Regions from separate parts of the Mus musculus genome. Here region 2 is linked to region 1. A link is a contact called in public Hi-C data. All regions are on one chromosome and are shown on one strand. Each heading gives the region's core, a stretch centred on a gene start, on an enhancer-like site or on the middle of the called end of the contact. The rest is flanking DNA. Distances are from core to core; before and after follow the strand shown. Region 1 holds the start of Igbp1 (immunoglobulin (CD79A) binding protein 1). Region 2 holds the start of Dlg3 (discs large MAGUK scaffold protein 3).

What was found. Hi-C and Micro-C count contacts between places; a contact is called where the count stands out from the background.
Region 2: a contact with region 1 is called in a Hi-C map of cerebral cortex, with 4 times the contacts expected there. The contact joins the promoter of Dlg3 here to the promoter of Igbp1 in region 1. A contact is called at or near these places in 1 of 39 promoter capture datasets (the C10 cell line), 3 of 484 Hi-C or Micro-C datasets (CD4 T cells, cerebral cortex and cortical neurons) and 1 of 9 other capture datasets (pancreatic islet).

Annotation. Positions count from the first base shown.
Region 1 is chrX:100,492,859-100,495,558 of GRCm38.p6, forward strand. It overlaps Igbp1 (immunoglobulin (CD79A) binding protein 1), which reads left to right and starts at 1,433. Exons shown (of 6, transcript NM_008784.3): 1 at 1,433-1,698; 2 at 2,047-2,340. The coding sequence starts at 1,508. It also overlaps a transcript of Awat2 not described here.
Region 2 is chrX:100,766,469-100,769,168 of GRCm38.p6, forward strand. Dlg3 (discs large MAGUK scaffold protein 3) reads left to right here and starts at 1,254. Exons shown (of 21, transcript NM_016747.4): 1 at 1,254-1,960. The coding sequence starts at 1,604.

The DNA.
Region 1 (2,700 bases), core at 183-2,682:
TAGAGTTCTGTGTAGGTAGCACAAGGCTGGCTCTATGTTCAATCCCCAGCATAAACCACGTGTATGACTGTACTACTTTGCAGGTGTAACCATCACTCAGGAGGTAGAAACCATGGATCTCAAGTTCAATATCATCCTTACCTACATAGCAAGTTTGAGAACTTGTTTCAAAACAACAACAAAAAAATAATAACAAAAAAAATAGTTGGCATCTATTTTTAAAAACAAAGAAAATTTAAGAACGCATAACTGAATATACTAAAATACTATTATTGGGTGTGTGTGGTTCAACTGGTAGAGCGCTTGTGTAGAATGCACAAAGCCCTGAGTTCAATCCCTAGGAACCAAATGTGGTGACACGCTCTTGTAATCCCTGCACATGGGATTGGAAGGTAAAGGCCATCGCGCTTCAAAGCCAGACTGGATTACAAAAGACCCTGTCTCAAAAATATTATCATTCAACATATAGTCAAAGCGTTGAGATATTTTTACATGTTTTGATTATATAATCAAAATCTGACCTGTAATTTACTTTTACAACACATCTAAATTTAAGATAAGCACACCTGAGCACTAGGTAGCCAGCCATCTAGTATCTGCAAAGCTGAGCTGATTTCCAAAGAGATCGCTTTATTTTTCTATTTATATATCATGACTCTGGGTAACTTCAGTATGAAGGATAGCCAGAGGAGGTGCTAAGATGGCTCATAATCATTCTGGAAGGGAGATTTTATAAAACACTAGCTATTAATGCAGTGTGGTCCGTGCTGTATGCGTGCACAGAAGAAATCCGAACGGCGAGGTGAAAGGCACAGTATATGGGGAGAGAACCAAAGACTGCATAGAAGTGTGACCTGGAAAGAAAGTTCCAAGAAAGGAAGGCAGCCGGCTGTTGGTAGATAGGAGTTGCAAGTTTTCAAATGTTCCTGATCAAAGAGAAAGGTTTCACAGGGTGCTGGCTCAAAGGGTGTTCGAGTGTATAGGGGACAGAAGGTTGTGGCGCGGTGGGTGGGCATTGATCGAGAGCGCGACTTACAACTTCACGTCCTCTAGGGTAAGCAGACCCGGAAACCGAGAGAGTGGCCGCTGACTAGCAGGACTTTCCTTGGGGGAACGACTTGACTTCTCTGGCATAGCAGGCTCGTGGTTCTCCAAGCATGGAACACGTTCGCCTACTCACGCTGGCTGGAGTTTGGAAATCAGCCCCGCCACTCCTGTGCCTCAGAGTACTAGGAACTTGCAAGTCCACTTCTGGCCACGTGGAGCCCATCTTTAGTAAAACAGCACAGACGACTTTAAAACAAGCGGCTGGCTGAAAATGAGTCCCTGGAAACGGTTGCCAGGGCCAGAAAACTGCGATTCCCAGAAGTCATTTGGGAAGCTTTGGTAACAAGTCGCTGGCCAATGCACTACTGCTTCCTGTGTCGTGAGAGCTTTAGGGCTCGTCTTTATGGAGTTTACCTTTGACTTCGGTAGAAATTCTTCCGGGTTTCTTTCTTTCCACAAGATGGCAGCGTCTGAAGACGAGTTACTGCTGCCGCGGCTTCCGGAGCTCTTTGAAACAAGCAAAAAACTTCTGGAGGACGTGGAAGTAGCAACTGAACCCACCGGCTCCCGAACAATCCAGGATAAGGTGTCCAAAGGACTAGAACTCCTTGAGAAGGCTGCTGGAATGTTATCGCAGCTTGATTTGTTCAGGTACGGGGGAGAGGGCAGGAACCGCAGAGAAGGAATGGCTAGCAAGGGCAGAGCCATTGCACTTGGGTGGAAAGGACCTTTAAGGCTAAAACCGCGCGGTTCCTACTTGTTCACCCGTGTACATTCTTTCCATTCTCCACTTTTCTTCTGAGATGCTTAATATCCCAGAACAATGCTCCCTCGTGTACGGCTGACTGCCTGGTCCTTGGGTATGCAAGCTCAGCCACTTTCTTTTTAATCTGGCCAATGTCTTTGCACCACTCTCTCCCAGCCCTATTCTTCCCTAGAAGCAGGGGCCACGGCTTAATGCTCAACCAGGCTTCACGGCCTCCTCTTTGCTCTTTGCAGCCGAAATGAAGATCTGGAAGAGATTGCTTCCACCGACCTGAAGTACCTGATGGTGCCAGCGTTGCAAGGAGCCCTCACCATGAAACAAGTCAACCCCAGCAAGCGTCTAGATCATTTGCAGCGGGCTCGAGAACACTTCGTACATTTCTTAACTCAGTGTCATTGCTATCATGTGGCAGAGTTTCAGCTACCCCAAACCAAGACTAACTCAGCTGAAAATAATACTGCTAGCTCCTCCATGGCCTATCCAAATCTCGTTGCTATGGCATCTCAAAGACAGGCTAAAATAGAGAGGTGGGTCAATGGCTGTAATTTGAGGGCTGTAGTTGGGGGTGCATGTGTTTGTGTGGTGTGTGTGTGTGTGTGTGTGTGTGTGTACTACAGAATAGTGTATTTTATTTTCTTGGTTCTTAATGAACATAGACCCTGGTGAAAGCAAACTTTCCTGAATCTTAACAAGCCTTTGTGCCATTGTTGAGGGGGTTGTGCTAAAACTTCAGGACCACCCCCCCAGCCCCTCAACACACACCTTAGGGTCATCACTAGTAGCAGTGTTATTCTAACCATTAGGTTGATCAAAGTATACCACAACCTTTTCCATGTCACTGCATAATGCTGTTTGTATGGGGTAAATATTTCAAAAGTACACAATAT
Region 2 (2,700 bases), core at 4-2,503, 270 kb after region 1:
GCCCAAGTCTCTATTCACAACACCCATGTGATGGCTTTACACCGGGTAAGTGCTCAATTAATGTCTGTTAAATGAAACGGAGACCTAAAATCTGCAGAACTTAGAGCACAGTGCTTATCTGAGTAGTTTAGAGCATGGGTTCCAGTCAAATGGCAAGAACTTTCATCTCTCAGTTATGCTACCTAGTTGTGTTAGCACCGCTGAGCTTACAGTTCTTATTGGTAGAATGGAGGTACCTTTAGTACTGCCTTGATAGAGACTTTTGTTTGCACCTCAGACTTTGTAACGATTCAGTCATTGTCTGCTAAAGATAAAACAAGGACAGAAACAAAAAGCTAGCCTGGGTGGCACCTGTAATATCACCAATCAAGTAGTTGAGGCAGGATGATCACTCTGTCTCAAAAAAAAAAAAAGATTCTTTCTGTCTTATGATTACCCTTTCCCCACCTTCCAACAGCGTGAGCGAGGAGAAGTCAAGGAGACCTCCTTCAATCGGGATTCCTGGGTGCTGTGCCAGAACCAAAGAATTGGCTTCTTTCACTTTAGATCTTTTCTTACCACTTCCTTGTACCCGAACTCCCTTTCCTCGTAACATTTCAAGCCTCTTTTCCCTAACATAACCATGGAGTGGAGGCAGAAGTGTCGGAGGCAGGCATAAATAGTTTTCTCTCGTTGCCGGTTCTGAGGTTAGTCTCTCACTGGTGATGTAAGAAAGGTCGACTGTGAGAGATACTCATTACAGGGCCTAGGAAATGAAAGAACAATGGTCCTGATGAGGATGCGCTGACAGACCTGGATGCTGCCCTTTTCCTTGGTCCCCTGCAGGAGGCAGCACTTCGCGCACCCTGTCCAGATGCCCCTTTGATCGGTTCTATTGCTGCCTTTACTTCTGATGGCCCTAGCTTAGAGCAAGCTTAGGGACCCATTGAGCATCTCACTGCAACTCCCTCTTGCCAGTGGGGCGGGGTGGAGCGGGCAGAAGACAGCCTGAAATTGGCAACACGAGAACACAGGATCGCAGGATCATACTCTTCAGCTCTCTAGTGGCCCAAATCTCAGCCACCTAGACTAGGGTTGCCAGTAACTCCACAGAATAGGGGAGATGTGTCTGAGTCCGGGGGGTGGGGGGGCGCCTCTGCTTCTGCTCCTTTAAGAAGCCGCTGTTTAGCATTCCTGCTGCTGCCGCTGCCGCTGCCTGACTCTGCGCTCTGATTGGCTGGAATCAATTGAGAAGGGAGCCAGGGAGAGATGCTCTTGACTCCACTCAGATCCATCCTGGGGACCTGAGCAGAAGAGGTTCTCGCCGCACCTAGCCTTTGCCTGGGCGCCCGATTCTTCTTTGCCGCTGGGCCTCGGCCCAGAAGCCACAACGGGCGACACGGAGCCGCCAGTGCTGGAGGGGGAGCCATGGGTGCGGGGCAGCGTGGGGGCAGAGGCCCCAGGACGCCCGCCCGGCCCCAGGCCCCGCTCAGCCAGGGCACCCCCACGGGTGCCCCCTCCTTCTTGGTCTGAGCAGTGCGAGTGTGCTAGGGAGCCCGGCGGCGGCGGCGGCGGCGTGGAAACTGGCGTGGGCTGGGGGGTCCGAGCCGCGGGGGGCAGTGCCATGCACAAGCACCAGCACTGCTGTAAGTGCCCCGAGTGCTATGAGGTGACCCGCCTGGCCGCCCTGCGGCGTCTTGAGCCTCCTGGCTACGGGGACTGGCAGGTGCCGGACCCCTATGGGCCAAGTGGGGGCAATGGGGCTAGCTCCGGTTATGGAGGCTACAGCTCGCAGACCCTGCCTTCACAGGCAGGGGCTACCCCCACCCCTCGCACCAAGGCCAAGCTCATCCCCACAGGCCGAGATGTGGGGCCAGTGCCCCCTAAGCCAGTCCCCGGCAAGAGCACCCCAAAACTCAACGGCAGTGGCCCCGGCTGGTGGCCCGAGTGCACCTGTACCAACCGGGACTGGTATGAGCAGGTAAGGACCGGCAGATGAGGAGGAGGGGAGGCTGGTGGGACAACCCAAAGGACTAGGGATTGGGGTCTAGGAAGTCTGGGGAGCAGTAGAGGTTGCTGGGGCTCCAAGTCTATGGATCTGAGCCTTTAGCAGCTGACCAAAGAGAGACTGTTGAAAATACATCTTCTATGTGTGTCTGTTTAGGGGGTCTCCGTTTGGAGGGGATTGGGAGGAGCTGTTTGTATCAGGGGGTGATGGTATGGCGGAGGGGCACATTTTTCTAGTGTGGGGGATTTGGGTTTGTCTCAGTGCAGGGCGGGGGGGTGGCAGTGTCTCTGTGTCTGGCAGGGGGCGGGAGGTTCTGCGGGGGTTGTATGTGGTGTGTGTCTCCATAGGAGGGGAGGAGGGGGCATGGTGCTCTGCGTGGGGGGGACATATGTGTTTGTATGTATGTTGGGGTGTGTGGAAGAAAGCAATGGAGCTTGTGTGAATGTATGTATCAGAACCCATGTGCCCAGATGGCTGAGCGTCATCTCTCCATACCATGAGTCCCTCTCCATCCCAGTCCCTTTGTGTGTGAACGTGCACATGGATATGTGAGGATGTGTCTCTGAATGTGAAGGTGTCTCTGTCGATGAGGCTGCAGGGATAGCTGTGTTCGCCCGAGGGTGTCTCCATGTATATGTGTGTAAGCATGTGGCTTCAAGAGTGTACACGTGTGTGTGTGTGTGTGTGTGTGTGTGTGTGTGTGTTGTCCCTGA